Linked DNA regions of Zea mays: region 2 is linked to region 1. The links are chromatin contacts, called in public Hi-C maps. All regions are on one chromosome and are shown on one strand. The core of a region is the stretch at or near the end of the contact, and the rest is flanking DNA. Distances in the headings are between cores, read along the strand shown. Region 1 holds the start of LOC542687 (SNF1-related protein kinase). Region 2 holds the start of LOC103634491 (protein YIPF5 homolog).

Region 1 (3,828 bases), core at 734-3,233:
GGAACGAGAAGGAATTGGAGCCGTCAAACGATGAGGAGCCGGAGAAGGACACCCTGTCGCTCTGGAACACATAGCCGCTCGACGTGGACTGGTTCGACGGCAGCAGCACGCGGTGGATTGCTACGGAGAAGTGGGATCTGGGGTACAGAGGCCGGCATGCAGGAGAAGTGGGATCTCAGTGACACGAACCTGGTAGATGGCCGCGATGGTGGAGGGAGGGAGAGGCGGATCACCCGAGCTTCCGGGTCCCTGTGCGACTGAATCCGGCGGGGCGGTGCCCAGCACCACAATGCTCTTCCTGGAGCCGGAGCTCCCCACCGGCGCGAGGATATTTCCGAGCACGCTCAGCGAGTATCCGCCTTACGCGGGCGACGGGTCGTGGGTCCCTATGCGACCGAGAACCGGCGGGGCAGTGCCCAGCACCACCGTGTGCGGGTGTTGGACTCCAAGCGGGCGGTGGAAGAAGCGGAAGGGGATCCTTGCGCGAGGGTGCGGGTCGAGGACGAGGGTACGAAGGCGAGGGGCGCCGAGGACAGGGCGAGGGCAGGAGGGGTGGACCACGGACGGATCTGGGCGAGGAGGCGGTGTGCCAGACCACCGGAGGCCGGAGGGAGCTGCAGCTGCTGTAGGAAGGTGGGCCGGGGCAGGAGCACGGACACGAGGCGATGAAGGTTTCCTAGGATTACGCGAGGGGAGCACGAATGCGGGGCGATCTGTGATTGTTGGCGAAGGAAGGTGCGAGGGGCGATGATGGCGGGCGGCTTACGACGCGATGATTCCTGCGATGATGGCGAGGCAGCTTATGAAGCTGCAGCTACTGTAGGGATTTGCGGGCGCGGCGGCCGCGAGGACGGCGGCGGGGATTGCGGGCGTGGGGACCGGGGGTGCGGCGGAGCGCGCTATGGCAGAACAAAGCTACTGTGGACGTCTACACTAAAGACATAAGGAGTAGTAGTGATTGGAGGGGCACTCACTTTATGGTATTATCCTACAGTATTAATAAAGGTCTTAGCGAGTAGGGACATGTCACGAGGGCACATTTAACCTTGTTAATCTCTCGCATCACTAATGTGAGTGGAAATATTTTAATAATACCATGTCTCCTACGTCGGACGATGATGAGTAGGACTGGATATCGAGCCAGCTCAGATCGATGAAGCTCGAACTGACTTGTTAATATTATAAAACTCATCTCATGATAAAATTAAAACGAATCGACTCGAAACGAGCTGATTATAAGTCGAGCTAGCTAAGGCCTTGTTCGTTTCGCGGTCAATTCATGTGGATTGGGTGATATTGAGTCGGTTTAAATCCATATCAAGTCAAAATCCATTCCAATCCATCCCAATACACATTAATCCACATGGAATTGAAATAACCGAACAAGCCCTAAGGGATCGGCCGGCCGATGGCCATCAGCCACGAGATCACGACAGCTAAGAACTGCGGAGCAGCACAAATGTGCCGCCGCCGCCCGCCAGGGATCGCGTCAATGGCGTCATGCGTGTGTGGACTGTGGGTTAACAAACCAGGAGAACCATTCACCACGTGCAGGACGCGACCAATCCACAGATCCTCCTCGTCGGATACAACCGTACTCCGAAGCCGCACCGCATCAGCGCCGTGTCAGCTCCCCAGTCCCCACTCCACCTGCGACCAAAAGCACCTCCGACAAGCCCCAGCCGTCGTCCGGCCCGGCTACGCCATCCAGGAATAAAAACGGACACACGCACACGACAAAAAAGAGAAGGGAAAAAAAAAGTTCTAGAGGAGCCACAAAACGACGGAAAGACCGAATCGCGGGCGCGGCCGGGCGAGCGAGCTGCCACGTCAGCGCGACGGTGATCTTCCCCCGGTAACGCCGCCTCCTCGCCCAACCCGGCCTAGGGCGGACGATTAAAATTAACCTAACACCGGGTTAAAGCCTCCGCGCTCCGCCCCCCGGAATCGGACCAAAGCCGGGCATACGCCCCCAAGTCCAAAAGCCCTCTCCGCCCCGCTCTCCCACTCGTAGGTGTTCTCCCCGTCTCCGCCCGCACTCGCTCGTCCGCGCGCAGGAAGGTTGACCTGTCGAGGGCCGGCGAACCCGGTAAGTAAGGTAACCACGCTGCTTGCTGTTCTCGTGGATTTCCTCCTGGTTCGCACGGCTCTCCTGCTTCGATTCTTCGGATTCGGAACTGGGGGAATAATTGTCGGGGGATTCGGGGGTTGGTTTTGAGTTGCGGATCAAGGTGGGCTCGCTGTCGCATTTCCTTGGGGAGGGCGAGGATATTGACGGACGGTTAGAGCGAGGCGGTGTTCGTCTCCACGGACGCAACACCAGCCCACCAGGTCTGTAAGGAAGTGCTCTCTAGTGTCGTTATCTGGATTCTTCCCGGCTAGGCTCTCATCGCTTGGTTGCTTCCATGCGATCTCTTGCGTCTATAGTTTCTCAGTCGATTGAACGTACAGTCGACCTCACTTTCCTCAATTTTTAGCTTTTGAACTGAACGCCTATCTGACCGAGCGATTCCGATTTATATATCCCGTCCGTTTCTTGTATAGATGAAACCGTAGTAGCTGATTGGTCACTGGAGTGTGCTCTGCGTGCAGATTCACGTGTTAATACTAAGCGTTTTGACTCTTGATACTAGGTACTCATGCGAATTAGGTGCTGCCGTTATCGATCTATTTGTCTGAGGTGGCCGGGTTACCTCTGCTGGTTAGGGCTTTTGAAAGGAATTAAACCAACATGATTCCATTGCTTACTAATCTCTTTCCAGCACCAAGGGAGCTCTTGCTGTGTTAATCTACTTTTTGCACCACCTATTAAATATTGTGGATGCAAGGCCTGAACATCCATGGACGAGATCCAGTGAGCACTGAGCAGGCACTATAAAGGTTGTGCTGTAATCGGGAATTCTACTTTCCTAGGATGGCTTAAGAGGTTTTGTAGTTCTAGTAGATGAAAGCCGGGAAGGAGTAAATAGAAAGCTAGAGTTACCGCGTCAGACCCTAGAGTCAAAAGGATTTAGAATTAGTAGGACCAAAGCTGAGTATATGAGATGTGACTTTGGTACTACAATTAATGAGGATGGAGATGTAAGCTTGGGAGACCAGGTAGTACTAAAGAAGGACACCTTACATTATTTGGGATCGATGCTACAAAGAGATGGTGATATTGATGAAGATGTTAGCCATAGGATCAAAGCGGGGTGGATGAAATGGCGTCAAGCATCAGGAGTCCTATGCGACAAGAGAGTGCCATAGAAGTTGAAAGGCAAGTTCTACAGGATGGCGATTAGGCTTGCTATGTTATATGGGGCTGAGTGTTGGCCTACTAAGAGACGACATATCCAACAACTAAGTGTCGCAGAGATGCGTATGTTGCGTTGGATATGTGAGCACACAAGATTGGACGAGTGAGAAACGATAACATACGCGATCGGCTAGGAGCAGTACCAATTGAAGAAAAGCTTATTCAACACCGGTTGAGATAGGTTGAGATGGTTTGACCATGTCCACCGTAGACCCCTAGAGGCACCGGTGCACAGAGGCATCATAAGACAGGACAATAATGTGAAGCGAGGTAGAGGACGACCAAACTTGACATGGGAGGAGTCAATCAAAAGTGACTTGAAGGAATGGAATATCTCAATGGAGTTGTGTTTGATAGAAGTGCTTGAAAATAAGTTATCCACGTGCCCGAACCATGATTAGGACTTTTCCCTTTTAGTGCTTTCAAAAGCTCTTCCTCCTCCCCTTTTTCTTTCTCTTTCTCTTTTTGGTGACTTCTTGTGGGTTTTAACTCTAGCCTACCCCAACTTGCTTGAGACTAAAAGGCTACGT
Region 2 (3,828 bases), core at 723-3,222, 170 kb after region 1:
TTTGTCTGGCTGAAGCTGTTCATGGTTCTGCTCCTGATATTGCTGGCAAGAACCTTGCGAACCCGACTGCTCTTATGCTGAGTGCTGTCATGTTGTTGCGCCACATGCAATTCAACGACAAAGCAGACCGGATCCACAACGCCATCCTCCAGACCATCGCCGAGGGCAAGTACAGGACTGCTGATCTTGGTGGAAAGGCATCGACATCAGAGTTTACAAACGCAGTCTGTGATCACATCTGAGAAACGGATGTGATTCTTCCTTCTGATTGTTTTGTCATCCTAATATTTTTTTGTCACATATGAGAGGAGCTTTAGCTTTAAGAGGTTAACTGGCAGCACCTCGAACTTATTTGGGGTGTTTAACACGGTTTGAGACCGTCAAATAATTTTGTCACATTTCTTGCGGTTCAGAAATTCTTTCAACATTGGAATGGAGCCAAGAATTGTCTGTAATAATCAACATCAGCATTATAACAGTATGTAGGGTTTATCTAAAAAAAAGGATGTTCTTGTATATGAGTGCTATGATGAGGAGGATTGGAGCGTGGAGATTCAGCGTCCTCTCTTAGCTAAGGATCTTAACATGTGGGCAGAGCTTCAAGCGGATCTACAAGAGCAGGTCATGCAACTTGAGAGGGATGTAGTGCTCTGGAGTTTGGACAGCTCTAAGAACTTTACTGTTAATTCGTTATATAAGTTTAGAACTGATGGAGGTGTAAGGAATAATGTGCTTAAAACCATCTGAAGTGTGAGTTGCCTTTGAAAATTAAGATTTTTCTTTGACAATGATACAATAGGAAAGTGCAGGCTACTATTGTTTTAAAAAAGAGGGGATGGAAGGAGAGTAGCCGTTGTGTTCTCTATCAGGATATGGAGTCTATCAATCACATTTTCTTTAGATGTGTCCTGTCAAAGTTTATACGGAAATGCTGGAGCTAGATTTTTAATTGGGATATTGTTACTTTTTATATAGAGGACTTGTTTTATAAGCATGAATTCATGAAATGTATGGGTACTCGTAAACAAAGTTGACTCCTGTTAATGGCTATGGTGTGGACCATTTAGAGAAATCGGAATACAATGGCTACGGAAAAGTCTTTCCCCATCTACACTACAAAAAATTTATAGGGCTGGACAAGATGGTGGACTCCATGAAGCAATGGTTGCATGATTTCAAGCCAAGGCGGAGCGTAGTGTCAGATATTGGTGTCGTCTGAAATCTGGCTGTTTGTGCTGATGGTTGAGCGACTGTAGGTTCTCAGGGAGTGGCGTCCATCCTTGAACTGTGCGTTGGAACTCCTTTGTAGTTTTGTCAGGTCGGCGTGAGATGTCTGTTTGGTTTTGTGATGCTCATTTGGTGCTTCCCCAGCGGTGGGTGTGTGTGATGAAGTTGAGGTGATCTGAACTGTAGGTTGGCTGCGTGCTGCTTCTTAGAGGACGCCATTAAGGTAGCAAAACCATCTGCGTAGATGGGGTGAAGATCGTGACCAGCAACTGGATCAACATGAACCCATTTCCTGCTTGAGAGTTTGTTGCGCTCAAAGGATTAGATTAATGTACGATTGTCGACATATTTGCCTATTATTAAAAATTCTATATTGACATTTTAAAATAGTTTGTGCGATATTGATAATGTTTGTCACACGGATTATGTATGTTATAGTGAATAGATGGTGAGAGACTATGCACGAGACATACAAATTAACAACACTCATACAAGCGCGCAACAGTGTGCTGATGGGGCACAAGGGTAACACTTGCTCAGGTCTTAACATGTTGGCTTCCGAGTAAACTTTCTCCAGACCCCCAAGGAAATATAAGATCCGATCAGATATGTGTCGATGCTCATCCCAGTGTACTCCCGATGTAACGCACGAGCACACACCTAGTAAATTCTTATGTTTGGTAAAATAGAGAATAAATGAGTGTGACCAAACAGGCTGAAATATGGGGGAAAATGAGAGGAAAATAAACAAAAGCCGAAAACCGCAGTACGCTGTACGCAGCTGTCCCTCGCAGTTGGGCGCACCGGTCTACTCCTCGATCGGCAAGGCCGCAACTACCTAGATCTCGAACCCTCGCCGCCGCTTCTTTCCCGATCGCCGCGGCCATGGCGAAGGAGTTCCCCGTGCCGCCGGTGGTCTTCACGCCGTCCACACCGACGCACCGCCGGTACCCTCCCCAGGGCGTGGGGGCCTCCCCTCCGCCCGCGTTCGCGCCGCCCCGCCCCTCCACCTCATCCGCCGCCAACCCGCTCCCCTTCATGTCGTTCGATGTATCAGCTGCCGCGGCCTCCTCCTCCTCCGCGCCACCCCTCTTCGCGGGGCCTATCGGTGTCGCCGGTTCCGGCTCGTCCTTCGAGGACGAGCCGCCGCTCCTCGAGGAGCTCGGTATCAACACGCGCCAGATCTGGCGGAAGACGATCTCCATCCTCCACCCGCTCCGCTCCGCCGACCCCTCCCTCCACGCCGACGCCGACCTGTCGGGCCCGTTCCTCTTCCTCCTTTCCTTTGGACTATTCCAGCTCCTCGCGGGGAAGTTCCACTTTGGGATCGTGCTCGGCTGGGTCACCGTGGCGTCTCTCTTCCTCTACTTCGTCTTCTCCATGCTCTCGGGCGGCCGCCGCGGGGACCTCGATCTGTACAGATGCGTTAGCCTCGTCGGCTACTGCATGCTGCCCATGGTCATCTTCTCGGCTGTCTCCCTCTTCCTGCCGCGCGGGGGCGGGCTCATATTTGGAGTAGGGATGGCGTTCGTGATATGGTCCGCCAGGGTCTGCACCAGGCTGCTAGCAGAGCTTGCATCCAGTGGAGACGAGCACAGGGGGCTCATCGCTTATGCGTGCTGGCTCGTCTACATGCTCTTCTCGTTGCTTGTCATCTTCTGATACCATTTATGGTCTGGAAGGTATGGTCGGACAACTATACTAGACCTTGCAAATATTTAATTTGATCATTGTTGTTATATGCACTCGTGGTTGCACTATAGCAATAGTTTCCTGTGTAAACCTCTAAGGTATTCATTTTACCTCTGATTTAGGTGTTATACATAATTATTGTGTTGTGAGGAGAAATGGAAAATATATATAAATTTATTTGATCGTATACCAATTAACAAACATTTGGCCACTACAATCTTGATTTAACAAGATTTGAGTCTGGTGGTTACTTTTTGTTCTTTTCCTTTGAAACCTCATAGAATATCAACTTGATGGATGTTTGCTGTGTTGACCTCATCTGGATTTAACTTGACTACCCCATGATATTGTTCTGGTTTCTGCCATTATTGTAAGTTGTAACTGAAATGTGGTTATGAGTATGCACTACCCAGTTAAATACATGATTGTAATTCATTCAAGAGTGACCTATAAGTGTTATTGGAACCAATGAATTGTTAGCAGTGTGATAGTGATGCTCACATGTTATAAGTGATAATAATGTTCATAGAATGACAAATTGTTGGTGGATATTATCTGCAAGTATCATTTAGAACTGGAAATTGACAAGTTGTTGATTTTAATGAACCCAGTGATGTCTCTAAATCGAATGACATTGAAGACACTTTACAGTAAAATATTTAACACCTTGAGCATGGAGGGCTTTAACATAACTATTAGATTTCCTTTCCATTTATCTTAGTGGCTGAAGATACTTATTGTCTTTATGCTGCTAAACAACTTGGTACTTCCAAATTCTGATATATGATTAACTGTTTTTATCATTTTTCTTTTCATATGTTACCTAAAGGAATCTGTGTGTGCTTTGTCCATTATGTATCTCAGGCCAGGTCTTATATTGCTTGTTTAATATGCTAAGTAGAAATGTTC

The links. Hi-C and Micro-C count contacts between places; a contact is called where the count stands out from the background.
Region 2: a Hi-C map of tassel shows a contact between it and region 1, with 4 times the contacts expected there. The contact joins the promoter of LOC103634491 here to the promoter of LOC542687 in region 1. A contact is called at or near these places in 3 of 25 Hi-C or Micro-C datasets (ear, leaf and tassel).

What each region holds. Positions count from the first base shown.
Region 1 is chr1:44,176,024-44,179,851 of Zm-B73-REFERENCE-NAM-5.0, forward strand. LOC542687 (SNF1-related protein kinase) reads left to right here and starts at 1,984. Exons shown (of 11, transcript NM_001112203.1): 1 at 1,984-2,098.
Region 2 is chr1:44,342,901-44,346,728 of Zm-B73-REFERENCE-NAM-5.0, forward strand. LOC103634491 (protein YIPF5 homolog) reads left to right here and starts at 1,973. Exons shown (of 2, transcript NM_001346983.1): 1 at 1,973-2,909. The coding sequence starts at 2,113. The coding sequence ends at 2,889. It also overlaps the pseudogene LOC103634490.